Regions from separate parts of the Gossypium hirsutum genome. Here all the other regions are linked to region 1. The links are chromatin contacts, called in public Hi-C maps. All regions are on one chromosome and are shown on one strand. The core of a region is the stretch at or near the end of the contact, and the rest is flanking DNA. Distances in the headings are between cores, read along the strand shown.

Region 1 (2,954 bases), core at 317-2,816:
AGAAAGCAAACAAAGAACAAACAAAAAAAAATAAAGCCAATAAGAAACTAATTGCAAGCTTCACGAGCAATTCCCAAGCGAGAATTGATGACATCAAAGAGAATCCTATGATTCTGCTGCTGCAAATTGGCTATCACATTCATGGCGGCGTTCACATTGTTGGGGACCGGTGCTATGGCCAAGCATGCCCGAGACCCGGCACTGGTGTGTAAGAAGCTGTTTTCCATTGGCAATGGCATCGACAAGGCTTCGAAATGTAATGTTATTAAAGGTGCCTCAGCTTCTGCTGTAGCATCAAAGCATGTGTCAAATACTCCAATGGCAGTAAATGGACCTTTCACATGCTTCACAAACTCATCTCGGATTGCCTTGTAAATGGGCTGGACGAATCGGGTTACAACCGTACCCGAATCTATTATGGTCCCTGCCCCGGTGTTGGGGTTAAACGCTAGGTATTCCGGGGCAATGGGGACTTGAACCCGGCCTACACTTATTCCGGTTAGGTTAACATAGTAAAGTGAAGGTCGGTGTGGGCTTTTTAGGAGTGGGGTGGTTCGAATGTTCTTGGGTTGTCCAACTGGCCCGAGTTTGAGAGAACCCGAAAAGTAGTAGGACTTGAAACTGGGTAGACAATATGAGAAAACACCAGAGTAGAGGGCCCCGGATTGTGAAATAAGTGACATGGGTCCCCGACCCAAACCCAACAGTCCTTGCGGTGGTACTGATCCACCAGAGATGACGTTTATACATCCGAAAGCAAAATCTGGGACAATGTCATTGGCTAATCCTAAGGAATCTCGAACCAAGTTGGCCGAAAATGATGAATCTCCACCGTAGGATTGGTTAAAAGAGCAAGCCGCAGACCCCGTAGCCGGGCACGACAGCCCACGGACCTGGGCGCATTGGGGCAAACCGCAATCTAACGAACCATAGGTGGAAGAAGTGTTGGGTGAGAAAGTGGTGGCTGAGCACCCGTTGCAGCCGGAGCATGGGACCCAAGCCACATCATTGCTAGTGTCCAATACCATGAACATGAGCTGACCCGGAGTGCCAATCTTTACCCGGACGATATAGTTGCCAATGTTTAGGACTTGTTGGCCTGAAGCAATGGGAACCGCAGTGGTCTTTTGGGCTACAAGGCTCGACAAGTACTTGACCCTTGCTGGGTCTTTTGATGCCATGTTCATGACTGTGTTGAACGATGAGTCAGGTTTGGGTGGGTTGAATGGTGAACATTTGCCATAGATTGGGATGACCAAAAGGTCCGAGTCATCTGGCTGAGGGCCGCAAGGGTCCAAAGCTTTGGTGGAGGAGATGACAAGAGCTAGAAACAGGATAGTAGCTATGAAGTCCATGCTTCCAAAGCTACGACTTCGAAGGATTGAGTTTCTGTGCCTCAGAATTGAGAAGGCAAGAGGATTTTTATACATGCAAATAGTGCGCTTCGAATTACTGAAATAACCTTTCTAATTATTTCAGGCATTTAGATTAAGATTTTTTTATACATTGGTCATTGTACGAGTATCATTAGGTTGATCCAAAATGGGCCAATCATAATGCTGAAAATAGGCCGCAAAAATTATGTCACTATGGGCAATGATATATGATAATTGTTTAAAAAGGTCTCCCAAGTTGAAGAAACGGGAAACTGAGGCAAAACGACAAAGATTTGAAAGCAATGCCAACAGAATAAAAGAGAGAAAAAAGAGTGAAATGTAACTTGACTTCAATAGTAGTTTTAACAAAGGGATAGTTTGCACTTCGAATTATTGAATAAGAATTAATTTATTTATTTTAGTAAAATGAGTAAAATGTAACTTGACTTTCAAAATAATTTTACTTATAAAGAGAGCATAGAGAAAGAAGAAAATGTAATGCAAGCATTACCCATGTTTTGTCCACCTTCAAACATTCACCCTTCTTATTCACCATAATCTCAATCCTACCAAATTGAGTCAATAACAAGTATTATTTCTCGCAATAGTTTTACCAAATTTTAGATTATTTGCTTTATCCTTAATGTATAATATAAACATGATCCCATATTAATGAAGTTATAAAAACTAAGACTGGGTGAGTGATAGAAATGAAATTGAGGGAGTAAATGGAGGGGTATAAAAAGAATAAAAAAGAGATGAGTAGTTGAGCTCGTGAATGCCTCATGCGGGTGTTTTGTCCCAACCTATATATTGACAAATTTTTGCATGAGATAATGAGATGCGGTCGGTCACGGGCTCAATTTAGGCTTTCCTTTTTCCGACTCAACGGTGGCCCCACCATCATCATCTCTATCTAAGATTATCGCAATTTCAATCTCATCTCAGCTCATCTCATGTATTCTTGTAGATTCCATTTAGCTCTTCTGCCTGCCTGCATCTCATCTATATATTCCGTACTTAATATTATTTTAGATCTACATTTATTATTTTAAATATAAACTAAACTTACTGTGTCAACCAATTTCTTTTTCTGTATATTTAAATTCAATTCATTAGCAGTACTACAAGATTTGCATTTTTTTAATTATGTAGGTGCTTTCTATTTTGATATTTTATTTTTTTAAATAAAAGCAAATCTTGTTTTGAAAAAAAAATTTATGAAATCAATGTATTTTTTATATTTTTTTATAATTCATATAAATTAATTCTTTCAATTTTCAAGGTTATCCTTCTTAATAATAATATTTTTAAAATTTAAACCTATTAAGAATATGATATATTTTACTATTGCGTGCAATATTTATTGATAATGTTCTTAATCTATTATTATCTACTAAAAAAATAAAAAAAAATGTTAATTTTCTGAAGTCAGTTGAGTGACTGAGTTTGAAAAACAGTAGGTTTTCCACTTAATTCCTCAATTGGAAGGGCTCCTCAGTCCCCACCAGCAAGGTCACGGGATTGTCCTATTTAGAGCATTACTGATTCTTGTTATCTTGTTATCCTTAATTATTA
Region 2 (2,954 bases), core at 136-2,635, 200 kb after region 1:
ACGGCAACATTAATTTGTTTCAGACTTTTGTTTCCTTTTTTGGTTTCCTAGGCGATTAGGTTTCCATTTAATTTTGTTTTAGTTTTACCTTTTGTTGGGCCAAGTCTAATAACTGGGCTCTTTCTCTTTTCTTTTTAGGACCATATGTGTAGTAATGTAGTTTATTTAAATAAAGTCCAATCTGAAATTTTATTTAAAAAAATAAAAAAAATATTTTTTCTAAGATTAAAGAATCAAATAAATTAACTTTTCACCATTTTATTTGCTATTCAATTAATGTAAACAAAGAAAATTGATCATGAATTAATGATGTGATGGTAGACAAGGGAAACATTTTCTTGTCGAAGAAATTCAAATCCCAAGGTTAATTCGGGCATATTCATTAAATAAATTTATAATTATATTTAAATAAAATAATAATAGTTTAAATAAAGCAATTGCTTGTGGAATGGTTTATTTCCAGCGGAGGGAAAACTCAAAGACTGGAAATGGAATAATTATTATGGTACGTGAACCATCATCATCAGATTCCGGCCTCCACCAAATCAAAAACAAATCTCCACCGTCCGGTTCCTCGTATTACTGTGACCGTCCAAACGCAGTATCCATCACCAAATCAAAAACAACCCCCGCTAATAAATAATGAAAAAGACCGGAAGTTAGCCGGTTCAACCCGTGGCCCCCACCCTGGTTCGAATATTTGATGGCCAAAGAATTCACGCTTCTCGATACCTGAAGACAAAATTCCTTTTCCCCCTCGACCATCAATTTTTCCTTTTTTAATAACATATTTTAATATTTAAGGTCTGATTGAGAGTAAAATATTTTTCGTAAAATGATTTCTGGAAAATATTTTATTTTTCTGTAAAATAATCTACTGGAAAATATTTTTTGGTGTTTAATTGAATCTGTGTAAAATATTTTCTGCTGCTTGACAGATTTTTTGAAAATATTTTTCAGAAAGTTGTTTTTACATATATTAATTTATATTAATAAATTTTTATATTTTAAATTATTTTTACATATATTACAATGATTTATTTATAATAATAATCAATTATTAAGCTACATATTAATCGTTATAAATTGAAAAAAACTAATATCAAATAAATTATTTGTAATTGTGTTAAAAAAACAAGTATTGAATAATTAAAAAAACAAGTTACTGAAAAATCGATAAATAGAAGCAGTTTTCTACCGGAAATGAAAGAAGGAATGAAGGAGACGATAAAGAGAAGAGCACGAAAAATGTCTTACGAAAATTGAAAGGGTAAGACATTTTTCCTAAAATGTAACCCATTTTCCCTTGTTTTGGAGTTTATTTTCCAAATGAAAAATATTTTCCGCCAATCAAACACACCTAAGTTAATGTCCCTTTTTAATATTATTTTCCTTTTATTTCCCTTTCTCCCTGTAAAAATCTCGATCTAAAAAAGGGAAAAAATTTATTGTCTGAAAATCCTCCGAGCTCAACAAGAAGCTTAAACTTTCACCTTTTTGCTAACCCAAGCAATATCGACATTCTTCTCCCACTGCCACTCCCTTCTAGATTTGTTTTTTTTTTATTTTTATTTTTTTATAAAATTATAACATTATTCTATTTTTCGAGATCACGGTGCAGTTCAACCGTCTTGTTTCAGTCCACACCAACGGCTACGGTTGCATGTTCGACGGCCGGAGTTTGTTCCATCGCGAAAGCGATCAAGACGGGTACGTCGTTGGAATCTATGTATAGTGCTGAGATTTGGAGAGTAGGATTTGCCGACTACTTTGGATGCCTATTGGTATTGGCTGCAGGATAAATGCTTTTTATTTGGGATTTAGGGTTTTCGAGCCTGGTGCTCGTGCTTTCCCTCCTTCCTTTGATCGGCTTTTTCGTAAGGCGGAAATGGCAGTTATCTGTAGCAAGGCAAGCGGAGATAAAGAGGCTCTTGATTTTGGCCTCTGAGGAGGCGGCTAGAGTCGAGCTTGAAGCGACTATTGAATACGGTACGGTTTCTATTTCGTGGAACTATCAACAGTGTGCTGTTTGTTATTGTCCTACTACCACGCGGTGCGCTCGCTGTAAAGGGGTTCGATATTGGTACGTTAGCTTGTTAATTTCGTGTTATTGTTCTAATTTATTTATAATTATTGAGATTTTTTTTTGTTTAGGCGATTTTGTTTCAAATGTATTTGAGATAAAACTGATTCTTTTATCTGACAATACTGTCTTAAAGAGTATGTAATCGAAAAAATATTTGATTAGATAAGTGTTTCAATTAGCGCAGGGCGAGTGTGGGTCTAGTTGAAATACGCTTTAACATGTGTGAATGTACGGTAGTCGTGTAAGTGTTTATGTAGTGAGCAACGAAGCAATTTAGAAGACTTTGTGAAAATTAATTTTAAACCCAACATCCACAATCTATCATTGATGGGAAGTTTGGAGTTGGTCTTAAATGCTGCAATTTTTTGGTGGATGTTTATGCTGATTTTCTGAAAATGTTTTGGTTTGTAAATTACATGTTTGAGCCTCCTATCTCTATGTTACAGAGACAGGATATTAGAAAAACAATTCCTCTTGAAAATGACCTTTTCCTTTGTGCCTTTTTTGTCTGCAGTTTAGGAGTTCTTTTTAATGTAAGAGTTGAGGTTGTGTATGTTCACTAACTACATTTGCGAATCATTAAAAATGTGGTTCATTTGATGGAAAAGTAACAAAAAGAAAATCCACCTAATGAATAGAGAAAATATTTTTAGCTTTCCCCCAATCACTTTGTTGTAATTCTAAGGATTTCTTTTACTGATTTGAAGGGACAACAATAGTAAGTTATGTCTGTGTTTAGCATTATTTTCTAATGATACAATTGATTTTGTAGAAGGTCTTTTAACAGTTTTTCTTTTTATACCAAAAATTGGATGTTTTAGTTCTGCGAAGTGTCAAATTATTCACTGGCGGCAAGGTCACAAGGAAG
Region 3 (2,954 bases), core at 225-2,724, 160 kb before region 1:
AAGATAGCATTCATCAGGGCTTGAAAACTTGATGGGGTATTGGTTAGGCCAAAGGGCATAACCAAAAATTTATAATGCCCTTCATGAGTCTTAAAGGCTATTTTGAAGATGTCACCCTTCCACCTCCTTATTTGGTGATAGCTCGATCTTAAGTCAAGCTTGGAGAAGAAGAGAGCCTGACCAAGTTAATCTAACAGCTCTTTTATGAATGGTATAGGAAACCTATCTTTGATAGTAAGTTGATTAAGTTGCCTTAATCCACACATAGTCTGCAACTTTCATTCTTCTTTTTCACCATCACAATAGGTGAGGAGAAGGGACTTCTACTTTCTTTGATAATTCTAGCTTCTAACATTTATTGGACAAGCTTTTCAATTTCTGTCTTATGGATGGAGGGGTATGTATAAGGCCTAACGTTAACTACCTTGGACTCATCCTAAAGAGGTATTTTATGGTCTTGAAATTTGATAGGGGGTAGGCCTTCTGGTACATGGAAAACTTTAGTCTACTCTTAGAGTATTTTCTATAGATCTTCCTGAATCAGTGTAGGGGCTACATGTATTTTAGTCAATTGGTCAGTAGTGAGGACCATTGGATGAGGACTATGCTCCACCATATGTAGACATTTTGATAATTGGTAGCCGAAAAGGAGTTGCAAACCACCAGGTTAATTCCTTGGAGTAAACAATTCTTTCCCTTATATTCGAACTGCATGGTAAGGGATTCAAAATTCCATACAATGAACCCTAAAGATAGAAGCCATTGTATTCCCATCACTACATCACTCCCTATTACTGACAGGACCATAAAATCAGCATGAACTTATGCCATTGTGCTTGCCATTCCACAGCCCTACATACACCCCTAGTGCTCAGACTTCCTCCATTAGCTATCATGATCTTCATCTGATAGACTATTCAACTGGTAAGTTGAGTCTTCTAACCAACCTGGAGTCCACAAAGTTATGTGTACTCCCAAAATCTATTAAGATAATTACTTCCATTTGTTCAATTTTGGTTGCCAATCTCATGGTGTTATGACCCTGAGAGCCTTGTAAAGCATGCAGGGATAGGACTGGTGTTGTAGCTTCAGCCTCTTGGTTTGGATTCTTAAAGTGTTTAGAAAAATCCTGAAATTCCTCCACTGGTGTTGCCTTACCATATTACAGTATGTTATGTTGAGGCTCTACCATGTGTTGGTAAAATTGAGATTTCACACTTTTATGCCCTGGTGTATACTTTGAAGCGCACCAGAAGCATAAGCTTTTTCTTCCCCTGTCTTCCATTTCTGCTCGAGAGAAGGACTTGGTAGGAGCCTTTTTCCCACCAGGGACTGTTAAGGGTCCTTCAGAAGCTGAAGAGTGATTGTTTGCCATAGTTATCTTCGAGTTAGGAAATAGAGGTTTAGAGTACCCTCCACTTCCCCCACCCGAAAGAGTCTTCTTAGGAGTGTTCAACACAATCCCTTCCACTTGCTTGGCCAGTAAATACCCTTCCACTAGTGTTTGAGGTTTAAACAACCTGAGGTACTGCCCTATTTCTACCTTAAGGTTGCTTATAAATATACCTAAGGCATAGGTTTCCGGTAACTATAACTGGTTGAGGATACTCACAAATTGGTCATGAAAATGATCCACTGTTCCCTACGGACTCAAAGTCACCAGTTCAATCATGGGGTCAATGAAGTTGGTGGAGCCAAACCTTTCTTGTAGGTACCTGGCATAAGTTTCCCAAGATAGCTGATGCAGCCCCCTTGTCTTGGCAAAAGAAATGATGCTAGTCCAAGGCTTTTCCTTCCAAATTGAGCATAACTGTTCTTACCCTATCCAGTTCCTAAACACCCGTTGCCTCGAAAAACTGTTCTAGCTTAGACCACCATCCTCTGAAATCCCCACCATCAAAACGTGGGCACTCAAACTTGAAGTTTCTTCCCGCTGAGTCCAACGTACTAACCCTCGAAAGGAGGCCCATATGGCCATATTCAACCATAGCAGATAACGATAGGTATTCATTTGGAGGAAATTTTTGAGGTGTATCACCAAGTATCCCTTTACCTTTGTCTGTAGATGAACCATGAGCAGTTGTTGGCACATGCCCTATGTACTGCTCAAAAACATTTTGAAGCTCAGCCCAAATGTCCCCTTTTATCTCCTTATGAAACTTCTTGAGACGATTAGTTCAAAAAAAAAAAAAAAGAAACTTCTTGAGACGAGAGTCTATTCGAGCATCAACCTTTTCTAGGTTGATTTGCAATTGAGAAAGCTCATATTGTATCAACCCCATGTCCTTTTGCAACCTCGTCGTAATTTTGTCACCGACCATCAGAATCACTGCAGCTTTGATACCCTTGCTACCGTCGAAAAATTCAGAAAGAGAATTTAATAGAAAAAGAGTAGGAAGAGAGGATAGAGCACGAGAGAGAAGAGAAAGAGAGAATATGAGAAAAAGCCAAATCTTTTCATAACCACCTCCTATGTGTGATAGGTGGTTAAAAAGGGGAGAGAACAGATTCTCACAGTTGTCATAATATCCCCAAAACTCCCCGTTTCATTAATAGGTCCGTCTACCCTTGATAACCTTCCCCCCGAAATATACCGTATTATTAAAAGGGTTCAAAACCCAACGTTTACAACTAAATTAAAAAGAATATGAAATTAACAGAATTTCAAACAATGACCGTTGTTGACCGATTTTTGACTTTCATTTTGGCCCATAACATAATATATTTATTGTTGTATATCTATCCATATTATATATAATTATGATGATTTTGGTAAATATATAAATATATATTTTATATATAAACACAAAATTTTATAATAAGTTATTTATTTGAAAATATACTACACATAATATATATATTATGTAAAACAATGTGATATTTTGGTATTTTTCAGTGGATGCAAATGGCACCATAGTTGAACCTCGTTTCTTTGCGTTCTTGTGATACTGTGT

The links. Hi-C and Micro-C count contacts between places; a contact is called where the count stands out from the background.
Region 2: a Hi-C map of leaf shows a contact between it and region 1, with 2.7 times the contacts expected there. The contact joins the promoter of LOC107910219 here to the promoter of LOC107910259 in region 1. A contact is called at or near these places in 17 of 34 Hi-C or Micro-C datasets (anther, callus, cotyledon and 4 more).
Region 3: a Hi-C map of leaf shows a contact between it and region 1, with 2.2 times the contacts expected there. The contact joins the enhancer-like site here to the promoter of LOC107910259 in region 1. A contact is called at or near these places in 6 of 34 Hi-C or Micro-C datasets (hypocotyl, leaf and seedling).

Annotation. Positions count from the first base shown.
Region 1 is chrD02:15,556,850-15,559,803 of Gossypium_hirsutum_v2.1, forward strand. It overlaps LOC107910259 (aspartyl protease AED3), which reads right to left and starts at 1,567. Exons shown (of 1, transcript XM_016838050.2): 1 at 1-1,567. The coding sequence starts at 1,430. The coding sequence ends at 48.
Region 2 is chrD02:15,756,091-15,759,044 of Gossypium_hirsutum_v2.1, forward strand. LOC107910219 (ubiquitin carboxyl-terminal hydrolase 17) reads left to right here and starts at 1,386. Exons shown (of 11, transcript XM_016838002.2): 1 at 1,386-2,083; 2 at 2,908-2,954. The coding sequence starts at 1,803.
Region 3 is chrD02:15,395,842-15,398,795 of Gossypium_hirsutum_v2.1, forward strand. No RefSeq gene overlaps it. Among protein-coding and RNA genes, the nearest start is that of LOC121214640, 17 kb to the left of the region's middle. Within about 2 kb of position 1,475, at least 7 of the 9 cell types and tissues checked have an H3K27ac peak or open chromatin away from gene starts, as enhancers often do. A contact at or near this core is called in hypocotyl and leaf, where this site is marked.